2 separate regions of the Mus musculus genome follow, and region 2 is linked to region 1. The links are chromatin contacts, called in public Hi-C maps. All regions are on one chromosome and are shown on one strand. Each heading gives the region's core, a stretch centred on a gene start, on an enhancer-like site or on the middle of the called end of the contact. The rest is flanking DNA. Distances are from core to core; before and after follow the strand shown. Region 1 overlaps Tbck (TBC1 domain containing kinase). Region 2 overlaps Gm29811 (predicted gene, 29811).

Region 1 (2,509 bases), core at 6-2,505:
AGTATCTAATATGGGTCTCTCATGGTCCTTTGCATTTCTGTGCTGTGAGAAACCTTGTTTCATCTCTGACTTTGAGTCTTCTCCATCTTCCTTGTTAGAGCAGAACATTTAGTCGTTCTCATTTACCTTTTCAAAACCCACAGCTCCATCACTCAGCATGCTGGTCACAGAACATGGTGGCCCATGTCTGTCATCTCCCCACTGTGGAGACAGACAGGGAGATCTAGGTCACCTGGGCTGCAAAGGCAAAGCCTGTCTTATAAACAACAAGAAGCTGCTTTGATTGATTGTAGTTTTTAAAATTTCCATTCTGGTTGTCAGTCTTTTCTCTCGTTTGGATTTTCTTTGCTCTCACTCCAGATTGTTAGTGTGCTGCGGAGTCTGTGGGGTAGCGCCTTTGATTTGCCCATGTACTACTGCATGCTTCTCTGTAATGTGCTTCTTTACCCAGACTTCATAGACTCTGGTATGTTAGGGTCATTTTCATTCTTATAGCATTTTGTATTTCTTTTTTAACTTCTCCAGTTAGCCACTGGACTTTTAGGAGCGTGTTACTGAATTCCCATCTATGTGCATACTTTCTACTGTGGCCACTCTGTGCTTCTCTCCCATTATGAGAAAATGTCACGGTTTCAGTTTGGTTTGGTTTGGTTTGGTTTAAAGATGTATTTATTTTATTTATATGAGTACACTGTAGCTGTCTTCAGACACACATCAGATCCCATTACAGATGGTTGTGAGCCACTATGTGTTTGTTGTGAATTGAACTCAGGACCTCTGGAAGAGCAGTCAGTGCTCTTAACCATTGAGGCATCTCTAAAATTTCCCATAATTTCTGTTTTTAAAAGTTTATTAAAACTTAGCTAGGCAGTGGTGGCATACACTTTTAATCCCAGCACTCAGGAGACAGAGACAGGTACATCTCTGTGAGTTGGAGGCCTACTGGGTCTACAGAGTAAGTTCCAGTATACCCAGGGCTACAAAAAGAAACCCTGTCTTTTGAAAAAAAAAAAAAGTCTGTGTTTTTATATATATTGCCTGACAGAACATCTTAAGGGTAGAACTATTTATTTGGGTCCTGGCTTTATTGATTTCTGGACCCATAAGCTTGAGCAGAATATAATGACAGTAGGAGTGTATACTAAGGGATCTGTTTACTCATGGCTGGATAAAAGAAAAGAGAGGGACTGTAGAAAAGAGCAGGACAATTTATTGTCCTCATTAACACAGTGACACACTTCCTCTAACTGGGCCCAACCTCCTGACGTAACCACATCCTAATACCATCATATTATGAATCATCAACCAATCGCTACACTATGTCAGTACCTTCATAAGCAAACTTTCCGTGGAAATTCCTTTCAAGCACACCCAGAAATGTGGTCTACTAATCACTTAGATGTCTATTTGATGTTTGTACTAGCCACCACATTTGATGATGTGCCCTAAAGATTGTTCCGTGCATTGATAAGAGAGGGAAAACATGTGTCCTACTGCTGTTGGATGAAAAAAAAAATGTGTCCTATTGCTGCTGGTAAAAGATGTATACATGGAGGAATAGGAGGCAGAGACAGGAGAACCCCAGAGACTCATTAGCCAGCAGGCCTGGTACACAACAGTGAAAATTAAGAGACCCTGTCTGAAACAAGATGGAAGGTGAAGACCACTGCCTGCACTTATCCTCTGACGTCACACATGGGACCACATTCACATGTGACAGCAGGAAAGAGGAAAACACTTGGTTAAAGCTCCATGTTGGTAGCTTGCAGGCGGTCCTTTGGATTTTTTATACATAGTCATCCATATAGTTGGAGCTGTGAAAAATCACTGAGATTGTTCTCAATACACTCCCTTTTCATCTGCTGGGATTCCTGTAGTGTGAAAGTTGTCCATTTGGTAGTATTCCATAAAGTCCATAAGTTCTCTGTTCTTTTCATTCTCCCTCCTTTTCCTATCTAACTACTGCTATGCCTGAGGTTAACTCGGAAGGCGTGTCCTCCACATCAGAAACCCTTCCACTTGTTGTAGTCTTTTGTGGAAGCTATTACTTTTTTTTTTTTTTTCAGGGTTTTAGTTCGAAGATCAGTCTTTGTTTTTTGTTTGTTTGTTGTACAGATTCTGTGTCTTTGGTGAATTTCTCACTTGTACCTTGAATTGTTTTTCTCATTTCTTTGTATCATTCATGTGTTTTGCTTTGTATGTCACTAAGTTCAAATCATTGCTTTACATTTTTTTTCAGGCATCCTTAGCTTTTTCTCTGAGATCTTTTTCTGAAAGATTGTTTTCGTTAAGGGCATTAGGCTTCCTCTGATGCTCTCTCCTCGAACTGATGTCTACATATTTGGTGTAATATTTACTTACTCTGACTATTTTATGAAGTAGCTTTTGTACGAAAGGTTTTGTTTGTATGGATCTATCAGTTGGTAGGTGCATCGGGTTCAGTTATAGGCAGCTCACTAGCACATCTCTCAGTTTCTTCAGCTTTGGTGTCAAGTGTCTAGAATGCAAT
Region 2 (2,509 bases), core at 6-2,505, 80 kb after region 1:
CCTGGAGAATCTCCAAAGCCTTACTGGACTGAGGGTAGCTCGGTGGGTGATGGCAGAATGGTCCATTCACCTTGCTCCTTATACAACTGTGATTTATGCATAGTCTAGCCTTAGGGGTTAATATCCATTGTCCCGTGGTCTGGTCAGGTAAGCTCTAGCCATCACATACATGATCTCTGCCTCCTGGTGTCAGTCATTTGAAGAGCTATGTGCTTTGAGTCTGGAACTGGAATGTAAATGTTTGGATATATACACATGTATTCACTACCAATATGTTAACACTAGACAATCTAAACCTCCGACGAGCACAATGTTAATAATAAGAGGAAAGACTTTCTAGTTCTGTGCTAAGAACACATTACTCCTCAAACTGATCTGCATTAAACCCTGTAGATTACAGTAAGTACGAATCTAAACAGAAAGAAGGCACATCAGTGGCCAGGTACTATAGCTTTGAATTCCTGGGCTGCAAAGGCCGATAAGGATGCTTGGGATTCTGATCTACTAGGTACGTGATGTGATGAGAATGAAACTCTAGAGGTTTAAAGTCCTGTAACTTAACTTCCCAGACAGGGCCCCTACAAGAGAAGGCACGGGGCCTGCAGACAACCCAAATGGAGGTCTGATTCATTTGCAGTTCTTATGGTGTTGGCTTTGCTATGGCCAGGGATTCTACCATTGTTGAGAGTCGATAGAGGCATCGTTGAAGCCTCCTGCTTGCTCCCATTGCCTGGGAGGAACAATGAACACTTGCTGGCCGACCCCTCTGTATGCCCCCAAATCTTAAATGGACTGAGCCCAGCCCACATCTGAGTGGAACAAGAGGTTGCTGGGGCACTCGGATGAATCCTCGATTTGGATGGCATGGGGTGTTTCAGACTCTGTAGGGATGTCAGGCCCAATATGAAGTCCACTGTCTACACTTCTCTCCTCATCAAGCAGGCCACGCCTTTCCCTTTAGTGGAGTCTTTGAGTTCCAGTGCAGAATGCGGTCACCTCAAGGGAGTCTTTTTGTCAGAGCAGTGACTCTTGATTTCACTCACAGAGATAGATTCTCTCCCTGGAGCCTCCTCCAAGACCCCGGAGCCCACAGCAACCACCGATGAGTCAGCTCAGATTCTCTCAGGTCACTGCCAGCTCACCCTTTCCATCTGTGTGAGTCACTGAAAATGTCAACCTCGGTTCAGTTTCTGTGCCCTGGGTACTCACCAGCCACGGTGTTAGTAGGTGACCCAGGCCTGGCTTCCTGCCCAGAGCTCCTTTGGCCTGGGTTTCTGCAATTTGGCTGGAAGCAGGAAGAACTAACCTTGGTTTGGTGGCCCACATCCCGAGTGCCCTCTTTTCACAGGACATCCGGCTTTTTTGTCTGCCTTCCTGACCAGGTCCTATGAAGTCACTAGTGCTGCTACAAAACTCCTCCTCCATTACACCAGGTCCACTGTGAGAGACAGGAGACCGTAGGACCAGGCAGAACAGCACTATTGGGCAATCGGGGATCTTAGTGAATTGCATCTCCTCTCCTCTGAATAAAGAGTAAACTGAAAAAGACCACAGCAGAGCCTAACACATCAGTTCCACCAGGGATTTAAGAATGCTGCTTGCATTTGTGACCACAATGGCTTCCTCCTCAGAGATATTCTTGACCAGAACTGCTAAGCAATTCTAGACACCAAGACTGTCCTCTTCTCTGGGCAGTCTTTACTGGGGCCTTAGGAGTTTGGAAAACAACTGAACCATGTGGAGACTTCAGGGAGGCCTGGGAGAAGAGGCTCCATCAGTCTTGCTTGACAGGGAATCATGGGCCACGAGTACGGGCAGAAACATTAGTATTCACCAGTCTATCCTTATAGGGGCAGAGAAAAGGCAAGCAGGGAATGTAGCCAGATCCCTAGAAAAGATAGAACTTGCTAAATTCGCAGGTCGATGGGAGCCCAGGCAAAGGGAATTACCAGTTTGAACTCCACCTAAAAACTTCCATTTCTACACATGTAAGGAGAACTTATATGAAAAGAAAGAACCTAGAGGCAAATGAGAAAGGCTAGAGGGACTAGAAAGATGGTTCAGTGGTTAAGATCACCAGCTGCTCTTCCAGAGGATCAGGGTTCAATTCCTAGCAACCATGTGCATGGATGCTCACAGCTGTCTGTAACTCCTGTTTCAAGACACCCTCATACAGACATACAAGCAAAACACAAATGAACATAAAATTAAAAAAAATCAATTTAATTTTTTAAAAAAGCTCATTTGTTATAAAAGGAAAAAATTTAAAAATCTTTTAGAGTGGGGAGAAAATCGTTAAGAAGAGAAGATTTGGGGATAATGTAAGGATGGCAGGAAGTACTATGTTTCCAAACATGGTGACATATGCTTATAATGCCAGTGCCAGGAAGCAGACCAGCCATCCTAGCTACTTGGAGAGTTCCAGGCCCGTGAGAAACCCTACTTCTAAAAGCAAGGTGGACAGTTCTTGTAGAAGGATACCTGAGATTGTCCCCCGGCTTACACACAC

What was found. A called contact is a pair of places that touch in the nucleus more often than the background predicts.
Region 2: a Hi-C map of pancreatic cancer cells shows a contact between it and region 1, with 2.3 times the contacts expected there. The contact joins two enhancer-like sites. A contact is called at or near these places in 1 of 15 datasets of contacts at CTCF or cohesin (the NIH/3T3 cell line), 8 of 484 Hi-C or Micro-C datasets (CD8 T cells, the MNK3 cell line, Th1 cells and 4 more), 2 of 115 datasets of contacts at active chromatin or transcription factors (embryonic stem cells and pancreatic cancer cells) and 2 of 9 other capture datasets (adipose tissue and liver).

Annotation. Positions count from the first base shown.
Region 1 is chr3:132,790,051-132,792,559 of GRCm38.p6, forward strand. The region is part of intron 23 of Tbck (TBC1 domain containing kinase); the gene reads left to right. Among named protein-coding and RNA genes, the nearest start is that of Gm30294, 14 kb to the left of the region's middle. Within about 2 kb of position 1,256, at least 39 of the 459 cell types and tissues checked have an H3K27ac peak or open chromatin away from gene starts, as enhancers often do. A contact at or near this core is called in CD8 T cells, the MNK3 cell line, the NIH/3T3 cell line and 2 more, where this site is marked.
Region 2 is chr3:132,870,361-132,872,869 of GRCm38.p6, forward strand. All of the region lies in intron 1 of Gm29811 (predicted gene, 29811), which reads right to left. Among named protein-coding and RNA genes, the nearest start is that of Gm29811, 7.0 kb to the right of the region's middle. Within about 2 kb of position 1,256, at least 114 of the 459 cell types and tissues checked have an H3K27ac peak or open chromatin away from gene starts, as enhancers often do. A contact at or near this core is called in CD8 T cells, the MNK3 cell line, the NIH/3T3 cell line and 2 more, where this site is marked.